Linked DNA regions of Mus musculus: region 1 is linked to region 2. A link is a contact called in public HiChIP or PLAC-seq data. All regions are on one chromosome and are shown on one strand. The core of a region is the stretch at or near the end of the contact, and the rest is flanking DNA. Distances in the headings are between cores, read along the strand shown. Region 1 holds the start of Fkbp5 (FK506 binding protein 5). Region 2 has its middle 9.0 kb from the start of Tulp1.

Region 1 (3,820 bases), core at 1,098-3,597, 110 kb before region 2:
CAGAGCCCCTCTCCCCACAGCCAGGTGTCTTTGTGTTCTAAAGGCATCAACGCTTAGGGGAAATGATCGAGGAAGGTGGATTTGGTGGTCAGAGTGGTTTTTCTGGAGGAGTGGGTGGAGCTAGCTAGGTTGTAGTCAAAACTGAAGAACTGACTGTTCCCCACAGACACAGGCCTAGAAGGGGGGTGGGGGGGGGGAAGCCTGCAGCTGTATCTACAGCCCTCGTTGATATTCACTGTGGTGTGTTACAACACAGCCTGGCTGTCTCCTGGGATTTTTCTCTCCCCCCAATCCCCCAATCCCCGGCCCCCCCGGGAGAGTCTCGTCTTAGAATTCATGACAAGTCCACACCACCCTGCCGATTGGCCCACACTGCCACTAGCTGTTCGATCAGTTCTTTATGCCATTCCAGGTCTGTGTGCCTCATGAGCTCAAGTGCTACTATCCCTTGCCACATGGCGCGCGGAGTCCATGATTGTCCCTTATCCACAGCTCTTGGTCTGGCCAAAGCCTTTTTCCATCTTCAAAGAGTGGGTTCGATGTGACCTCTTCGTGAAGCCTCCGGAAGGGGAATGCTGGTTCTCTTCCCTGGTAAGAGCCCTTCCTCCTTCTCTGTGGACACGTGCCACAATCCCCGGAACATTTCTGAGGTGTGGCTGTCCTTGTCTGATAGCTTGGAGGCTTTGGGAACTGGAACAGTGCCTTCTCACCTCCATGTTCTCTCCCCCACACATACCTCGTGCTTTCAGTAAGCAAAGTAGATGCTTAACCAACTGGCATTAGCGAACAGAACAGTTGCCACCCACAGCGTGTTGTTGAATTCATGCGGCCACTCCCTGGAGGCTGGTTAAGGGAGGTTTCCAATCACTGAGGAAAGACAAGCGACTGAGAAGGACCCCTATCCAAGAGGAGTGGGTGGGTGGGGTATCTTTTATATCAGTTTTATCTTTTCTGTAGAGGTCTTTGAGGATAGGGAAGGAATGACCATACCACCATGTGGGTGATAGACATTGATATATATCATATGTGTTATATGGACATTGATATATATCACCATACAAGGTGACATGTATCTTCATAAGTTCTAAAGTGAGACAAGACAAAAGAAACCAAAACTAGGGGCTGGAGAGAAGGCTCAGCGGGTAAGAGCACTGACTGCTTTTCCAGAGGTCCTGAGTTCAAATCCCAGCAAACACATGGTGGCTCACAACCATCTGTAATGAGATCTGATGCCCTCTTCTGGTGTGTCTGAAGATAGCTACAGTGTACTTAGATATAATAATAAATAAATAAATCTTAAAAAACAAAACAAAAAACCAAAACTAAAATAAAAGCAGACATGGAACCAGGAAACATGGAATTTTCCTGTGGCTACAAAATATTCCATAGGTAATTGGGACTTTTATAGTTTCTCCTCCCCTCAAAAAACAAACAAACAAACAAACAAACCAACCAACCAACCGGGGGTCTGGAGAGATTCCCTAGCTGTTATGAGCAGTTGCTCTCACTGGTTGTTCTCCCAGAGGCTGGGAGAGCACAGGATGCTTCCAACTCCAGTGACAGGGGATTCGATGCCCTCTTCTGACCTCTGTTGGGTACTGCACTCACATAGTAAACACACACACACACACACACACACACACACACACACACACACACACACCCAGCAGGCGAAACACTCATCATAAACGTTCTTCTAAGAATCTTCTTAAAAACCGAACAGTTAGAGTTCAAGTCCCCAGGTGCAGCTCCTGAGCGTCTATAGGAGTCACCCAGACGTGGCGAGGGGGTGCCATCTCGAAGCTGACCTAGCTCAACAGCCATCCTTTGGGTTCCTTTTTGACCTCATCACCTGGGCTGCTTGCTGTGTTGGAGAGGCAGAAACCTCAAGGGAAAGCGACATCTTCACGCCCACTGGGTGTCCAGAGAGAGAGGTGCTAGGTGCTACATCGCATTTTCCCAGTCTCTAAGGAGCATCTTCAAGTTCAGGAGGTTATTTTCCGGGGTCAGCATGGCCCGACCTCTGCAGCTCGTGAAGGGCAGGCTGGGTGGACAGACAGGCAAGGCAGACGCTTGTCTGGTCAGTATTTAGTCTGGAGGCAGTGGACGACGAGGCGAGGTGTCAGTCAGCTTCCTCCATCCCTCTTCTCCGGCCCCCACAAAGGGCAAGGGCCAGACACGTGGGCAGCGGTGAAGAGGCGGAGATGCAAACGAACGGGGCGGAGCCTCATTTGCATAGGCAGTGCACGGCCACCAATCGGGACGGGCGGAGCGACAGCCCGCGCGCCTTTTGGGGGCGGATTGGCAGCCCCGTGGCCCTATGGGAGGTGGGTCCTGCGGCCGGCGGGGGCGGGACGACGGCGGGCGCTGCCCGGCGCACTAGCCGGCTTGCGGGCGCTGCCAGTCTCCGGCGGCGGTGTCCGGCGCGCGGCTGAGCGACCGAGCGTGCGGACGGAGCGGCGGCCTGCTGGGCGGGCTGAGCGGCGCGCGCGGCGGCGGAGAGACGCGGAGCGAGGGACGCGGCGGCGGCGGACGCGGCGACAGGTACGGGCGCCATGGCCGCGGGAATGGGGCGCGCGCACGCGGCGGACCCCGGAGCCAGCCCCGTGCTCGCGGTCCCGCTTCTGCCGCCCCTCGCGCGGCTTCCCCGGGATGGCGTGGACGGGACGCGCGGGAGGCCTGGGCCCCGCGTGGGAGGTGGAGCGGCCGGCGCTCTTCTCCAGCGTCTCCCTCAGCGCGGCGGCGGCGGCTCGCTCGCCCGCGCGCGGCTTTTGTTTCCCGCGCAGCCCACAGGTCCGGGGAGCCCCGTGTCGCTCCGCCACGCCGCCCTCCGGACGCGGAGGAAACTTGGCCTTCCGGAGCCCTGCAAGCCCCGCGGATAACGGAGTGCTCCGCCGCGTCCGCGGGGCCGCGCGATGGGCGTGCCGGCCGGGCACCGCCCTCACCTGCCGCTCCCGAGCCGGCTCGCACCGGGCAGGCAGGTGACCGGAGGGTCTCGGAGGTACTGAGGAGGAAGGGCTAATTAAAAGTTGTCTCGGAGGTGGCTGAGCGGGTACAGCCGCTTGCAGCCAAGCGTGACGACCTGGGTTCGATCCCGGGAACCGACATGGTAGTAGGGGAACCGACTCCAACCGCGAGTTGTCCTCTGACCTCCCTGTGTACACAGCACAAACACCACTGGCTCCGATACACATTCTCATCTCTCACCCCCGCTCTCAATAATACTAAGGAAATAAAAGTTATTTTAGGAATCTTCATTCCCTTCGCCCCAGCGGCATCACCACTCCTGTTCCGGCCATAGTCCTTGACTCCAAACCCAGCATTTTGTGTGTGTGTGTGGGATGAATCTAAGGGAGCACGTTGCATTATGACCATCTTCCTCCTCCTCATCTTCGTCTGTGGATGAGCCAGGTGGAGCGCTTGCGCCTCATTTTTTAAATAATTGGTGTCTGCAGCCATGGCGAAAGCGTTGGAAGGTACAGATCGTAAGCAGAGCGTGCAGAACTTGGGACAGCCCTCGGCGGGGCTCGGGACAGGGTGTACAGCGCTTGGCCGCCATTCAGTAAATTCTGCATGCGGCAGTTGGGAGCTGGTGGTTTGGGGATTTTTTTTTTTTTTTTTTTCCCTTCTTCTTCTTTCAGGAGTGTGTTTTCCAGCGGACCAGGGCGTTGAATAGGCACTTTCTTTGCTTCCTTTAGGGGAAGGAGAGAGTGTTTATTTCTATTGTCATCCCATTTTCTTAGGGCTGTGGACAAGGGAAAAGTTAAGGTGTGTTTGGGTTAAGCATTTTGTCTTTTCCTCCCCACTTCTTGCTGTTAGC
Region 2 (3,589 bases), core at 718-3,217:
CTCCAGAGCCTAGGGAATGGTCCTCAAGAACTTCCTGCTCTGTCAGAGTCCCTGCTTATCTCTGACCGAGGACTGAGTCCTAGTGAGTCAGCACCCATGGGTCCTGGTCTGGAGGCAGATAGAGGTGCTTGAGCAGGAAGCGCCACTGGGCAGGATGTCTGAAGCAGGTCAGAGAGAAGGTGTGGCTGGGGACAGCGCAAGGTGGATGGGAAGAGGTGCCATTCAGAAGGATGGAGGGCGGATTGTGATTGCAGGGGCGGGGCAGTTTCGAGTGATGACAGGATCAGGGCGTGGCTGCGCCATCAGTGCGGTGGTGGAGGTATGAGAGCCACGCGCCAAAACTTCAGTAAGAAGGGAAGCCTGAGGATACCGGGGCCAGCTGACGTAGCTCAGTAGTGTCTGACTCAAGCAGCCAGTTCACCGACCTCGGGTCATTAAAGCCAGTTCAGGGCTTGGGGCTGACTCGGTGGGTAAGAGGGCTTGCTGCTCAAACATGAGGACCTGAGTTCGGATCCTAGCGCCTACTTAGAAGCTGGGCATGGCTGCTTGCTCCTGTAACCCCAGCAGAGGGAAGCATTAATGTTGTTTTAATGTTAGATTAAAATGGCCGTGTAGGGAGCCCCGCCTGAGGCGGTGACCAGATTGTATGATTGATCTCCCTGCCTATGGGCGGCACCTTCCTGAGTGTTGGAGCACTGTCAGGGTGGCGGAGAAGAGCGCCTTGTCCTGGAGTTCTTGGCCTCCATCTTGCCACAGAGTTAATTTGCCTGTGATTGAAGCACAACTGGCCTGTCCCTGCTTTCATCATAGCCCAGGGACAAGCAGCTCTCCAAGATCCTTGCTGGCATCCTGTGCCAGGCTGGGACAGCTGAGGCACCACCCAGTGGACCAAGCAACTACCAGGTTCCCAACGTTGTCTCAGGTGTGCTCCTGCCATTGTTACTGGTTTAAAGCTGACTTTTATTATTATTATTATTAGATATTTTCTTTATTTACATTTCAAATGTTATCCCCTTTCTTCTTTTCCCCTCTGAGAACCCCCTATCCCATCCCCCCTTGCCCTGCTCACCAACCCACCCACTCCCACTTCCCTGTCCTTACACTCACGCATACTCTTGCATTCAACACACAAGCACACGCACGCACACACCCACCCACCGTTGGTTCCTCTAGGAAACCCTGACTAGCGCAGAGAGGCAGAGACAGGATCCCAAGTTTGTGGGCCAATCAGTTTAGCCAATCAGTGACTGAGTTCAGAGAGAGACCCGGGTGAGAGCCGGGGAGTAAGCCACCGAAGCTGAGCTGCTGAGCTGCGCCCGCCCTCCGCACAGGTGCTTGTGGAGGCTCCCTTTCCCTCCGCATGCGCACCAGGCTGTATTTACCCAGACATCCCGACAGACAAGGACCCCCCCCCCACACACACACACACACACACTCCGTTTGGTGACCACACATGCGCTGATGTCTCTCACAACTTCAGGGCTGCCTCTGCCTCAGAGGGCTTAGTTAGGACCTTGGACATGACACTTTTCTGGTTAAAAATAGGGACCCCGTTTGCAGAGAGATCAAAAGCCAGTGACTGACCCAGTTCCAGTAATGTGGTTTTTTTTTGTTTTGTTTTGTTTTTGTTTTTTTAAGAACCTGGTGTGCCTTTTCTCACGCGGCAGGTTTAGGACTATCCTGCCCAAAGGCCCCTCAACCCTTCTGTGACCTCAAAGGTTAGGCGTCCCACAAAGTGCCTGGGTCACTTCATTGACTGACAACGTCTAGATGTCTTCACTCCCTAAAGATGGATTCCAGGAAAGGAAGGATGGAGAGAGGGGAGGAGGGGGAGGAGGCAGGAGAAGAAGGGTTCAGGGAGGAGGAAGGTAGAGGTAGATAATGGAGGAGGAGGAGGAGGAGGAGGAGGGGGGTGAGGGTGGAGAAGGAGATATAAGTCCCGCACCTGCCTCTTGAGCAGTGCCGCCCCCGTGGGTGGGCTCTGCCGCCACCTCGTGGTGAGGTTGAGTCTGTGCACCCTCATCGGGTCATCCCTAGTCAAGGCCTGTCCCAGAAACCTAGTAGGTTCAGTGGTTCTCAACGTGTGCCATTGCTTACCCGAACAAACGCACAAAGATTTACATTACAATCCACAAAAGTAGCAAAATTACGAAAATAATTGGGGTTATTTTCTGTTGTTGCTTTCTGAGACAGGGTTTCTCTGTGTAGTCCTGGTTGTCCTGGAACTCATTTTGTAAATCAGGCTGGCCTCAAACTCACAGAGATCTGCCTGCCTCTGACTCCCGTGTGCTGGGCTTAAAGGCGTGCGCCACCACCTCGAAAATGATTTTATGGTTGGGGGTCCCCACAACATGAGGCACTATTGGGAACTACTACTTTGGGTTCAGTGGTCTCCTGGGTTCCAGATGCTGGAGGCTGCCCCACTGGAGTCCACAGGAGACCCAGCCTGAGTGTTCCTACCTCTTTTTACAGGAACAGGGAGAGACTGAGACTATCCTGTTCTGTAACTCAGGTTGACCTGAACTCAACAGAAGTCTTCCTGCCTCAGCTGCCAGGATTACAAGTGTGGGGCCCTGACCTTTTAAACAGGCATGTTGGAATGTGTGCTACTCTGTGTCTGGGCCTTACAGACAGCCCAGCTGTTAGCAGAGCTAAGGGTGAGCACTTGAGCCCTGGTAGCCTTAAACCAGCCTAAGCCATCTGCTCACAGCAGGCCGCAAAGCCTGGAGCTCAGGATTAGAGGCAGATATCTGTGGGTTCGAAGCCAGCCAGAGTTACAGTGGTGAGACACTGCCTCAAAAATAAAAAACACCTCAAAAATAAATAACTAGGCAGTTGTAATGAAAAGCAGAAAAAGTGGGGCTGGTGAGATGGCTCAGAGGGTAAAAGCACTGACTGCTCTTCCGAAGGTCCTGAGTTCAAATCCCAGCAACCACGTGGTGGCTCACAACCACCCAGAATGAGATCTGAAGCCCTCTTCTGGTGCATCTGAAGACAGCTACAGTGTAACTAGTTATAACAATAAATAAATCTTAAAAAAAAGAAAAAGAAAAGAAAATTTATTCAGCATGGCTGCACTGAAACGAGAAACAGAGAGGCCAGGGGACGCTGGAGTCTATCTCGGGGACTCTGGTGTGAGGTTTCAGTTTAATGGAAGTCATGGGGTAAGCATAGCCGCATAGGTCAGAGCGTCCAGGTCAGAGCGGGCCCCACCCACCCGCCCCCAGTGCTGTCTGGGCTCCAGTCTCTCCTGCGAGGTGACTGTCTGGCTGTTGTCAGGACCCTGGGAAATGTTTGCCTGGAGGACAAGATCCTCTCTAGCTGGTACACAGGCTTCAGGTGGTTTCTTCTCCCAGGGTGAGAATCCTGGAGGCCTCCCAATGCTTTGGAGTCCATTGTCTCTATAGTCTGATCGTCAAAGGGGGTTCCTTTGGAAGAACAAACTGCCCTTCCCGGGAATGAGTAACTGGAGGCTCAGAGAAGTTAAGTGACTGGCACCAAGACACACAGCAAGGGGGCAACATAGTCTGTCTCCAGCTCGCGGCTGTCACAAGGCCTCTATACTGGTGGTCCCTACTCTGCCTGAAAC

What was found. HiChIP or PLAC-seq counts read pairs in DNA pulled down with a chosen protein or histone mark.
Region 1: a contact with region 2 is called in an H3K4me3 HiChIP or PLAC-seq map of the SCID.adh cell line, with 12 read pairs. The contact joins the promoter of Fkbp5 here to the enhancer-like site in region 2. A contact is called at or near these places in 1 of 39 promoter capture datasets (second pharyngeal arch cranial neural crest), 1 of 15 datasets of contacts at CTCF or cohesin (embryonic stem cells), 2 of 484 Hi-C or Micro-C datasets (cerebral cortex and liver), 8 of 115 datasets of contacts at active chromatin or transcription factors (the SCID.adh cell line, effector CD8 T cells, embryonic stem cells and 1 more) and 3 of 9 other capture datasets (adipose tissue, liver and pancreatic islet).

Annotation. Positions count from the first base shown.
Region 1 is chr17:28,484,676-28,488,495 of GRCm38.p6, reverse strand. Fkbp5 (FK506 binding protein 5) reads left to right here and starts at 2,347. Exons shown (of 11, transcript NM_010220.4): 1 at 2,347-2,544.
Region 2 is chr17:28,372,404-28,375,992 of GRCm38.p6, reverse strand. No RefSeq gene overlaps it. Among named protein-coding and RNA genes, the nearest start is that of Tulp1, 9.0 kb to the right of the region's middle. Within about 2 kb of position 1,967, at least 71 of the 459 cell types and tissues checked have an H3K27ac peak or open chromatin away from gene starts, as enhancers often do. A contact at or near this core is called in the SCID.adh cell line, where this site is marked.